Regions from separate parts of the Mus musculus genome. Here all the other regions are linked to region 1. Evidence: chromatin contacts called from public promoter capture Hi-C data. All regions are on one chromosome and are shown on one strand. Each heading gives the region's core, a stretch centred on a gene start, on an enhancer-like site or on the middle of the called end of the contact. The rest is flanking DNA. Distances are from core to core; before and after follow the strand shown. Region 1 holds the start of Rpp21 (ribonuclease P 21 subunit). Region 2 holds the start of Nfya (nuclear transcription factor-Y alpha). Region 3 holds the start of Chaf1a (chromatin assembly factor 1, subunit A (p150)).

Region 1 (3,968 bases), core at 1,207-3,706:
TCTTGGTGTCTCCGTGGTTCCAGTCTTGAGCCATCTTGAGAAACCACCTCGCATCTGGGATGGTTTGTGTGAGGAGTAAAGATAGGACTGGGCTGCATGACCAAGCACAGATGAGTGTCCCTCCTTACTGTAGTGGGAGAGTGGACTCCCAGGGGATTGTACTCTGGTGTCCCGCAGGTTTCCTAGTGCACGGGGACAGGTTGAGAAAGCAAAAGCTTTCCAGAAACAAAGTCTATAGGAAAGGGTCTTAACTTGCTTAAAATGCAGGAAACAGAAACCTTTAAAAGGCTTCTGTGACGCAGAATAGCCTTGTTCCTTGTGGGAGCGCACAGGGGTCTGTATACCTCGGTGTCGGAAAGATGAGTGGCAGTTGCTGTCATGAGTCTAGAAGTCGAGGGGCTTTTCCGGGGCCAGAGCTTGAGCATTAAAGTTAGGAGAAGGATCAGGGAAGAGGCTGAAGGAATGTTTCTAGGATGAATGAAGGGAAGGGGGTTTTCTTTGGTCTCTTTTCTTCTTAGGGTAATGCTATCATTACCCATAGGATTAGCCAGAGGTTCAGATTTGGGGAGAAGGAAAGGATGGGGAAAAAGGAGACTCCATGTCCCAAAGGCTTGCGTTATTCCTGTTTCCTGCAGTTGGCTGTCTCTAAAAAGTAGGCTCCTCTTGCTTCCTTCTAAAGGTGAGATGGAAGCAATCCTGCAAGACATACATCTGAGCCGGGCGTGGTGGCATACCCGGGAGGCAGAGACAGGCGGATTTCTGAGTTCAAGGCCAGCCTGGTCTACAAAGTGAGTTCCAGGACAGCCACAGCTATACAGAGAAACCCTGTCTCAAAAAACTCAAAAAGAAAAAGACATACATCGGTCCTTCCATTGTTTCCCAAGGCAACTTGGAGAGGAGTCAGATATTAGAGGAGAGAGAAAGGTGTAGCTAAAGCCTTGGCCTTAAGGAATGTTCCTAAGTGGTTATTCCCAACTTGTCCACCTTGCCCCCTGGCTCAAAGACCTAAGGAAAGAAGGGAAGGTGATGGAGTCTTTCTCACCCATGAGAACAGGGTAGAAGAGGGTGGTTTGTGTAGCAAAGGGCCAGAAGACAGCTAAGCTTCTATTTCTATCCTTCACCCTTTGACATTCCCCTTTTCAGAGAATGTAAATTATTTTAATTTTAGGCCAAAATAAACAACCCATAGGGTACATATTTTGTCACAAAAGGTACCAGATGCATGCCAAACCAAACAACCTGGATTATCTGCTGCCTGGGTAATCTTCACACAAGACTGAGACAAGAAACTGCAGTGAGGGCATTCAGTTCCTCCTACCACCTCAACAGGACTTTGTCCACTCTACTCTTACCTTTGTGCCTTGACTGTGGTTCTTTGTGGCAAGATAATTGGTTGGTGAAAATATGGAACAAAGGATCCACTAATGTGATCTCTTGAGTTGCGTGGTAATTTGTCAGTGGATGGGTGTGGAAACTGTATGTTCTTGAGTCTCACCTTCTGTCCTTAATGGAGGTTTGGGTAAGCTTAGGAATCCACATTTTAATACACTCCCCTCATTTGTCTCTGAAGGCCCATACAAAACACCCAGGGTAAGTTTCAACGAATTGCCTAACTCTGAGCCAGCAGTCTGGTTCCCCACAGATCCTGCAGGGGCCTGGATCCCTCTGCTTCTGACCTTAGCCAGTAACTGGGAATCAGAAGTAAACACCAAGCCAGGTTGAATAAATGAGAAAAGGTCAGAGGAAGGAGGGTGAAGTAGATACTAATAAATAGCCGAGGAGACCGGCCATGCTGTTGTCTGGTTATTTGTGCTGTTCATGTAGCTACTAGCCCTTGGAACAGCAAGTGCCTTTAATAAGAAGTGGGAGAAAGGCAAGAAGCTCTTTGCTTAGGGATGTTTTGTCCTGTTAACTTATTTCCTCCCTTGTGATCTGATCTTTCACACTTTCAGGTCCATGGGCACTAATGCTTTTTATTTTTGAGACAGGGTCTGGCAATGTAGCCCATAATTCATATCCTGTAATTTATGGTAGTCCTACCTCAACCTCTCCAGTGGTGAGATAGCCAGAATATAACACCAGTTATTCTGGGCATTGACTGTTTTGTTATGTTACATCCGTTCATAGAAGTCCCAAGCATCTACCCTCGGCTTCAGAAGAGTAAGACAAAATCTAACCCAATGTCCACCGCAAACAACCCTCTTTCCAACCATAAAAGACAGGACTTCGGTCCTGTTATGTTTATGTACTTTAAGATCCTTTACCTGTTCCACGTCTACCTAATACGTGAGGGATACCAAACTAGGGCTGCCTGCACACAGAAGACCTGTGGGGTCCTCTGGTTTCTGACAGAAGCTGGTGCGGGGCTGAGGGCCCCCCCCCCTCCCGCACTACAGTTCCCAGCAGACGTTGCGCACTGCGCACGTCTGGGGCGGGACATCCGCAAGGAGGGGCAGACACTCATGGCGGGCCCAGTGAAGGACCGGGAAGCCTTCCAGAGACTCAGCTTCCTGTACCAGGTGAGACGCGCTCGGGGTGGGTGGCAGCCCGGTGTTGCGGCCGCAGAGTAACCTGGATGGCCGTCCTTGTTCCCAGGCTGCACACTGCGTCCTCTCTCAGAACCCCGAGAACCAGGCGCTGGCTAGGTTTTACTGCCACACAGAGAAAACCATCGCGAAGCGGCTGGTCCTCCGGCAGTAAGGCACAGGGTGGCGGGCAGGACCCGGGGCGCGGGCTGGCAGGCAGGCAGACAGCGACCTCCTCTCTTCCTCACCCAGGGACCCCTCTGTGAAGAGGACGCTCTGTCGCAGCTGCTCCTCTCTCCTCATTCCGGGCCTCACCTGCACGCAGCGCCAGAGACGTGAGTGCTGCCCCAGAGACATTTGTGAGGTGGGGACACTAGAGGACAGGGCAGGGCTCAGCAGCTCCACCTAGAGATGGAGACTTTCTGCAGCTGACTTAGTCCCTAAAACTATCTTGGACTACATGACACTCCTTAGTTTAAAAAAAAAACAAAAACAAAAAAAACAAAGCGATTTCGTTATTATTTCATTCCTAGGGTGCATTAAGCACTACTTACTAGCTGAGTGGGTTGTGGAGGTTCACGCCTTTTATCCCAGCACTTGGGAGGTAGAAGCAGGTGGATTTCATGAGTTTAAGCCTATCCTGATCTACATAATCCGGACTGGCCAGGTCTGCATAAAGAAACCCTGTCTCACACAAAAACACATACTGTCTCTTTGCTTTTGGTTTTGATTTTGTTTTGTTTTGTTTTTTGGCACAAGTGTCACAGTAGCCCAGACTGGCCTCCAATTCCCTGCAGTCTCCTGCCCCCACATCCCTAGCTAGGATTACAAGCATGAGACAACACACCCAGCTACTGGAGTCGTAATTTTAAATGCTTCAGTTGGTAGGGGTAGAGTGCTGAGTCCTACCAGTGGCAGGGAGGTAGGTATAACATGATAAACAAGAGTCAAACACTCTAGACGCTGGGATTCCCACACGAGAGAATGTGTGCTTTGTAGGGGCTTGGGAGATGGTTCCGTGGTTACTGTGCCCGATAAGCTTAAGTGTGAGGGCCTGACTTCAGATCTCCAACACCTGTGTACAAGCAGGTTGTAAGCCCAGCCAGCCTTGGGGAGCAGGTGAAGACGTACAGATCCTCCAGAGCACTCTCTGGCCAGGCAGTCTAGCTGAAAACATCTAGTCCCAGGTTCAGTGAGAGACCCTGTTCCAAAAAGACATGGTGGAATGTGGTAAAGGAAGACAGACACCCAAACTAGATTTCTGTCCTCCACATATATATCTAGATGAGTGTTCCTGTGTGCATACACACACACACACACACAAACACACGTACTCATGCATATAACAGTAACACATATGTGTATATACAATATGAATGTATAAATAAAAATAGGAATTTTTAAAAAAGAATCTGTGCTATAAGAAAAGGAATGCTCAGGAGG
Region 2 (3,846 bases), core at 249-2,748, about 12 Mb before region 1:
GGCTAGAGAGTCTGTTTTGGGACATGCGAAAAGATCTCCTTTCACGTAAGTGATCTAAAACGTGCAAAGGAAAAAAAAAAAGGTTAAAAACAGAAAACTATTTCTCCTTTCAGATCTTCAACAGAGCCCCACCCCCACTGCTTCAACCCTGCTTCTCTGACACTCTGAATTAAAGACAACTCTTCCCAACTTAGGAGTTAACCACGATATTTTAAAGTATCTGTAAAAGGAAAGTGATGGATGGTTATTATCTGCCTAGGGTTGTATTAGCCTTTTCTAAGTAAATCAGCTAGAGAGAAACAAACAGGGAGGGGCGAGAATCCAATTATTGGTTTAATTAAAAAGTGTTTATGCTTTTGACCTCAATTATTCTGATTTTCACTTCACCGATAAATTTAATAGCTGTTACGCACTCGACTTCCTTCTGGATCTTCATTAAGGCGGGTGGCCATGCTACTGAGTCGCTATTTCCAGAATTTAAGAGTTCCTTCTGCTAATGAAAAGGAAAAGCAAGTAAAAAAATACCGCTCAGGCAGCCCGAACATAGCGTGTTCAGATCACCCTGACAACCCATTTAGTCTTCCCCACCTCCTTAAGGTATTCTTTCTGGATGTGAGCTCACTCAGCCTCTAAGAGGCAACACAAAACAGCTTTCCAGGAGCCGAAGCAAAGGCGGTCCTAAGACACACCTCCTTACTTCTAGCAGGGAAGGTTTAGGACAGTCCAGAATTTTCCCAGAGAATATAGCTTAGAACGGGAAAGACCTGGCCACAGTTACACTGAGCGGCAGGGTGAGCCGAGAACTGCTTCTCAGGGGAAGATCACCACCAGTCTTGGAGGTACAGGAAGGAAGGTCTGATAAGACTTCCCCGTCTCTCCTCCTACCCTAAGGAGGGCAACCCTGGGATCCCGCAGAAAAGTGGGTACTGGGGGGTCATCCTTCACCTGCAAAGGAATCGGCCGTCAGCAGGCCCTCCTCCAAGCAGGGAAGGGTTCGGGATGAAACCCTCGTAGGTAGGAAAGCAACAGAAGAGTCCCGACACGCAACAAATCCCGCCAAAGCCTTTTGATTGTACGCACACTCAAGATGGCCGCCCCCATCCCTTAACGGGGCGGAAGTGAGCCTCTCTAGCTGGGTAGCGGCGCCCGCTCTCGGTAGTAAGGGCTTCAGAATTTCCGGCGGGAAATTCCGTAGGCTCCCGCTACCGCTCAGGCATGCGTACCGAGATGCCGACCCCGACTGGAGAAGAAGAGCGCTTGCGCATTCGGCCCCAGAGGGTGGGTCCCAGTGGACGCTTAGAAATAGGTGGGCAGGGGGGCGTGTCAGCGCCTGCGTGGTATATAATTCAGGGAGGTGTTTAAGCAGCAGCGTACGGAGCGTGTGAAAGGCGCCTGCGTAGGCCTTTGGCGGGAGGCGGTGTCAAATCCAGGAAGTGGGTGTGGCCTCTGGAACGCCTGCGCGGTGCTCTTCCTAGGGGGCGGGGCCAGGCTGGCCGGGGTTATGGGGCGTGGTCTCGAAGGCGCTTGCGCGAAGGCGGTTGGAGGGAGGCCCGATTCCCCTTTGTTCAGATTCGCCATTTTGCGAGGCAGCGGCAGTGGCGGCGGCAGCGGCGGCTGGAGCCTCTGATTGGGTTTCGGGGTCCGGTACTGGAGCCAATCAGCGCGGGCAGCGAACCGGGGGAGCGAGGCACGGTGAGTATGAGGAGCCAATATCCAGCGGCCCAGAGCCGGCCCCAGCGCCCCGATTGGCGGGTCTCGCTGACCACTCAGGAGAGGCCCAGGCGTCCGTCGAGCCCGGGAGTCGAGCCGAGGCTGCCCGAGCTGGGTAGCCAGTAGCCCCGGCTCGGAGTTGGTGGAGGCCTGCAGGGGCCGTCCAGCGTTGGGACGGCGTCCTGGAGCCAGGCTTTTCGGGATCTGGATCGTCTCCGGGGGCCGGTGGCGGATGCGCCACCGGTCCCCGATCCTCGGTCCCGAGAGGTCAGGTGGCTGACCGCCCAGCCACGGACCGTGGCGGTTTCCCCACGTCGTTCCAGCCTCATCCTACGGCCTGTCCTTGTGTGTCCCCACATTCCGGGCCCCGACGAGGCCCGTGTGTCCTGAGCTCTGCACAGTTGGGGCTACAGATCCGGAGCGAGGCCAGACTGAGACGCGCGGCGCGGCCTCCCAAGACCCACCCCGGGGCCGTTGGCGCGCCTGCCGCGCCCCTCCTCTCGGCCCGCCACCGGGGCTCCCGGGCCGGCGCCGTTACCACCCCTTTCTGGCTCGTCATTTCCTCCCCGCTCAGCCCGCGGTGCCGGCACACCTCCGTGCTGGAGCCCAACCAAGCACTCTTCCTCTTTTTGCTCAGTGTCTCGGTGTTTGAAACGCCGCTGTTGCAGAACTGATAACCCTTGTGCATCCTTAATGATTGGGGGCACACATCTCGCAGTTCCTATTATCCCTGTCTCCTCCCTTGATCTTTTCTCCCTTGGATGCTCTCTGGTTTTGTTTTCCTTTAATCTCTCCACTCAATAGCTCGGCCCACTCGTGTCTCTTTTTTCTAATACACCTTGAAATCCCGCGCGAACGTTTTCTCAACTGATGTTTTAAAACTTACACGTGCTTAGATTTTCTTTCCCCCTTCGGGGGACAGGAAGTCTTCCAAGGACTGCTAGCTATTAGTCTTTGGCGGACGTCACCCAAGTGCTGCAAGCGAGTAGGGCTAGGAGCTATGTCTGCTCGGTGGAGATTGACTGGTGTTAGTGTTTCATAGGGATCTGATCCAGTACCCAGAAGTGCACTTTACATGAGGAAGCCTATTTTCAGCGCCACGCTTTTGATTGGTGATGGAGGGTGATGTCCTCAGAGAGGAAAGACTGAAAAGAGTAACTGGAACAGATAGTGCGGTTGGACGCAGAAAGGCCGGGAGTACTGAGTTTAGGCGGGAAAGTCCAGTTGGTAAAAACCTTTGCAGGTCTTACAAAGGAATTTTTTGAAAACGGTTTTGACTGGAGGTTAAAAGTTAATCTAGAGTGGATTTCTCCCCTAACCTTGGGGGTGAAGGTTGCTGACCTGAGGATTCTACCCCATAGTCTTGTATTTGGACTGGGTGTTCTAACTTTGATTGGTATTTAAAAAAAAAAAATGGATGCATATGTCCACCTCAAAACTGCCAAATGTTTTTGTGGACAAAAGGCAGTTCTCCTCAGTCACTGTGACTCAGACCTGTGGAGCCTCCACTGGTTCCTCTGCATCTGCACTTTAAGAAAAAGTAGTGCAGACTCTCGATTTCTCTAATCTAATCACAGCCCAGGCATCTCCCTTTGTTTGAAATACTTCACCCTATACTACCTTCATCTGGGTGAGATCTCAGACTTAAACCTAACTCACATGACACCCTTTCCCAGTGCTTTCCTTGGTTTGTCCCCAGTGGAAAAGCCTCTGTCCCCCAAACTCCATTTACTGTATTTCCCTTTAGGAGTCTAATACACATTTTTGTTCCTTTTTAGACTTAAAAGCCTCTTTGAAGTTAACTTGTTTTGTTATTTAGTTCATGCTATCTCCTTAGTGGAGACAAGGAGCACACTGGAGCCTTCAAAGGCCCTAGCTGGGTGTGTGTGTGTGATGCCAGGTCAGATGGACTGCGGTGATCAGATGCTTATTGTAGGAGCATTTCTGGGCATTTCAGCTTTTGAAGATTCTAAGTGCTGGCCAGCTACTTCTGTGCCATGTAAATGGGCAGGAAATGCTATGGAAGAGAATGTCTCAGAGGCCAGAATAAACCCATTCTCATTCCTATTCATTCATATTCTCACTTTCAAAAACACATTCACAAGTCTGTAGAAGAGCTAGACAGACTAAATCCAG
Region 3 (3,810 bases), core at 888-3,387, about 20 Mb before region 1:
ACCAATTTTTTTAAGTGAAGGTATCCTACTCTTAAATAGATGAAATGAATAAATTTCGTTGCAGAATCTGTACTCATGTCAAGACACAATAAAGAACCTGGGGTTGGGCTCAATGGGTAGCATGCTGACCTAACATGTAGGAGTGTCTAAGTTCCATCCTAGCCTTGCATAAACTAGGGCATGTTAACACTTGGAGTTAGAGGCTTGCCTGGGCTACATGGGGACCTGGTCTAAAACTAATAACTACAAAAAAGAAACAAATTAAAGACCTCATGAAAGAGATTATCTCCCACTAAAATGAATTTAAAGTCGCAAGAATAAGTAAGCACATTAAAACCCATGTATATTAGACCATAAATAGAGCCTGTCTTTTTGTTTGTTTTGAGACTCTCTACATAGTCTTGATTGTCTTGAACTTGCTATGTAGATCAGGCCGGCCTCAAACTCAGAGATCCACTTGCATCTGCCTCTGAGTGCTGCTGGGATTAAAGGTGTGTGCCACCACACCCAGATGAGAACCTGCCATAGGTAAATGCCTTGGGTGCATAGAAACTCCATCAGTAATTTGGGGTGAATTCCCATACATTTTGCTAATGTTGCATGCAATTCAGACTTAAGCTTTCCTACAACCTCAGCTATCCAGAGTAGAAACAGCCCAGGCACACCAACTTAGAGACTCGGACCCCCAGAACACTCTCCCTTCTTCTCATTTGAATGGAAGGTAACATCACCTCAATTTTCTATTTTAAAAAAAAAAGCCACCCCCCCCCGAAGGACACTTTTTTCTTTAAAAGTTTTATTCCACTTTAATTAATTTATTGGATACAGGCTTGTGGAATTGATTCTCTTCTTCCCAGGATACAATTCAGGTGGTCAGAGGCCAGATCAACCTGAAATTCATCATCCTCCTGCCTCAGCTTCTAGGATGCTGAACTGCAGGTATGAACTGCTACACCAAACTGGTCTTTATTGCCAGAGCAATAGTGTCGGTTTTAAACGTTCCACCTTGGTTAAATAAAAACAATGCTCCATGAGAGTCCAGGAATTGTACGACTATTAATGCCCACATAAAATTCTCAAGCCAGTCAGAACAACAGCTCCAGCCTTCCTGGAATACCAGGCTGTGAAGGGTGTGTGTGTGTGTGTGTGTGTGTGTGTGTGTGTGTGTGTGTGTGTGTATCTTTGATGATCAGAACTGTAAAAGGGGCCAGAGTTATCCCAGAAGTGGATGGAGATTGAGGATGCGGCTCTCCATCCTGAAATTGGCCATCCCCAATTCCCCTCATCTCCGAGCTTGCAGACTAGTGTAATGTACCCAGAAGGGCTGTCTAGTCAGTGGTGCTCAATTGGAGAAATCTTAGTCTATCAGGACCGACCTCGTCTTTTCCAGCCCCTCAATCGTTCAACACACACTGGGGATACAATTTAGCGGGGAATAGGCACCCCACATTTCGGGAAGCCTACCGCATGCTACAAAGACTCCTAACACGTACCCGACTGGTCCATACCACACTCACAAAGGGCCCCTTTTCGGGACCCAGAAAGGGTTCCTGGCTATGCTTTAACCACCCAAACCGACCTTCCTGGACTAGCCCTGCCCCGCAGAGTTGCTGCTACTCTGGTGTCCAGAGCTCAAGTGAGCACGGGCCTCAATTTCCCCGCCCATTGCAAAGGTCCGAACTGCTCTGGAATTCACAAACGCACTTAATAACTTGTACGACTGACTTTTCTTCTCCTTGCCCTCAGTTTCTCCACTTGCTGCTACAAGATCCAATTGATTTCAAGAGGACACAAGCACTCAGGATCCATCAAATCCAACTCGGGGCCTCGGTTTCCCCATTTACTCCAGCTATTTAGGCGACACAAGATGCCTTCGGGAGCTTGCGAAGCTGACTCTTCCCCCTCCCCGAGGCCTCAGTTTCCTAAGAGCCCTCCCTTCTCCTGGTCTCCGCCCCGAGGCCACTTAGGCTTGGATCCGCTCCTTTAGGCAGTTTCACCCACCCGCGGCTGTCCGCGTCGCGGCCTCCGGCTCCTCCAACATCTCCGCGACGGCGGCGGCGGCGGCGGCGGCGGCGGCGGCGGCGGCGGCTCAGGCTTCAGTCGGGCGGCCAGGCTGCACACTCCGCCTCCCACCGGTGTCACTTCTGCTGCCGCCGCGGCCGCCGCGCTCGTATTTGGCGGGAACCGCGGCAACCACCGCGGCCCGCGCGCCGATTGGAGGAGCTTGCGTCACGTGACACCTCAGCCTCCGGAAAAAGAGGTGCACTCAGTACGTCCTCGCGAGAACTTCGGTTTATGTGCTAGAAAATCCCGCGGGAGGCGGATGAAGGCTCCTTTCCGGCGGTTCAGGAGCTGCTGGGAAGATCTGCATTTCTATTGATCCTAAGAAATGTCAATCTAAAATATCAGCGTTTGCACACCCCCCACACCCCTTTTATTGGCTATATGCGTTCCAGGAGGTGGGAAGGGTACGTTTAGATTAGTAGTGACAACTTGAAATTACCCATTGGAAGAGTAATGGGAATTAAGGTATAATAGTGACGGGTTGAAAGTAGCCATTGTAATTAGAGAATTACTTCCTTTAATTTTATTTCTTGCATTAATTTCTCTTTTAACTATAATTTTTTTTCGAGACAGGGTTTCTCTTTGTAGCCCTGGCTGTCCTGGAACTCACTCTGTAGACCAGGCTGGCCTTGAACTCAGAAATCTGCCTACCTCTGTCTCCCAAGTGCTGGGATTAAAGGCGTGTGCCACCATTGCCCGGATATAAACTCTTTCTAAAAATGTTACAGCTGGGCATTTCATTTTTGAAATGATGAACCACTTTTTAATAAATTAACAATTTGCTTTATTTTAAAATTAGGAATGTTTTTCTATTGTAAAATTATAAATCTTTTCAACCATATATTCCTTCTTTTCGTGTAAATTACTTTGAAGAATATTAAATGAAAAAAATTGAGTCTGGTGCTTCATGCTTTTAATCCTAGTACTTGGGATTTACAAGCAGGTGGATCTCTGAGTTCGAGGACAACCTGATCTACATAGCAAGATCCAAGACAGCCAGTGATACGATGTATAAAAAAATGTTTTTCAGCCGGCCTTTAATCCCAGCACTCTGGAGGCAGAGGCAGGTGGATTTCTGAGTTTGAGGCCAGCCTGGTCTGCAGAGTGAGTTCCAGGACAGCCTGGGCTATACAGAGAAACCCTGTCTCAAAAACAACAACAACAACAAAAGAATAATTGCCTCTGTCTTTTGTTTTTGTTTTTAATTTTAAGACAGAATCTCACTATGTAGCCTTGCTGATCTGGAACCCAATCACTAGTTTCTAAATCTTTTCTTGTTGTTGTTGCTGCTGTTGTTAGGTGGAGGAAGAAACCTTTCTTTATCTGCAAACAGCTCGAATGCCTGCAACAGTTTTCTTGAAGCTGTGGCTAGTAAGTGGGTTATTTAGCTAATGAATTAGTTGTATGAATTGCTTTTGGGCCATGGGCTCAGTGAAGGTAAGGAGTGCTCTAGTGTCACGGACCTCATCAAATCTCTGACTTGCTGAAGAATATAATTTGATTGAATTGTGTGGGTCTCGTGGAGCCAATCCTGCTGTCAAGGACCTGTCAGCCCTGTATTTGGGAGGTGAAGGCAGAAAGATTAGGAGTTAAAGGCCACGGTGAGCTAAGTACCAAGTTTGAAGCCAGCCTCCACCATCTCAAAACATATAAAATAAAGAGCACCCTTGAGGGAGTCTTGTGAGTTGCTGGTGGGCGGTGGGCGTGCCAGGAAACCCTGGCTGGCATCCAGTTCTGTTTCGGAAA

Evidence for each region. Promoter capture Hi-C pulls out the DNA fragments that hold promoters and counts their contacts.
Region 2: a contact with region 1 is called in a promoter capture Hi-C map of liver, with 2.4 times the contacts expected there. The contact joins the promoter of Nfya here to the promoter of Rpp21 in region 1. A contact is called at or near these places in 1 of 39 promoter capture datasets (liver) and 1 of 484 Hi-C or Micro-C datasets (B cells).
Region 3: a promoter capture Hi-C map of second pharyngeal arch cranial neural crest shows a contact between it and region 1. The contact joins the promoter of Chaf1a here to the promoter of Rpp21 in region 1. A contact is called at or near these places in 4 of 39 promoter capture datasets (cranial neural crest, maxillary cranial neural crest, pre-B cells and 1 more).

The regions. Positions count from the first base shown.
Region 1 is chr17:36,256,334-36,260,301 of GRCm38.p6, reverse strand. It overlaps Rpp21 (ribonuclease P 21 subunit), which reads left to right and starts at 2,456. Exons shown (of 5, transcript NM_026308.2): 1 at 2,456-2,519; 2 at 2,596-2,696; 3 at 2,778-2,860. The coding sequence starts at 2,463. Trim39 (tripartite motif-containing 39) reads left to right here. Exons shown (of 7, transcript NM_178281.1): 7 at 1-1,429.
Region 2 is chr17:48,407,472-48,411,317 of GRCm38.p6, reverse strand. Nfya (nuclear transcription factor-Y alpha) reads left to right here and starts at 1,498. Exons shown (of 10, transcript NM_001110832.1): 1 at 1,498-1,692. Oard1 (O-acyl-ADP-ribose deacylase 1) reads right to left here and starts at 1,318. Exons shown (of 6, transcript NM_001289490.1): 1 at 946-1,318; 2 at 414-490; 3 at 1-54. The coding sequence starts at 452.
Region 3 is chr17:56,038,743-56,042,552 of GRCm38.p6, reverse strand. It overlaps Chaf1a (chromatin assembly factor 1, subunit A (p150)), which reads right to left and starts at 2,137. Exons shown (of 14, transcript NM_013733.3): 1 at 2,002-2,137. The coding sequence starts at 2,041.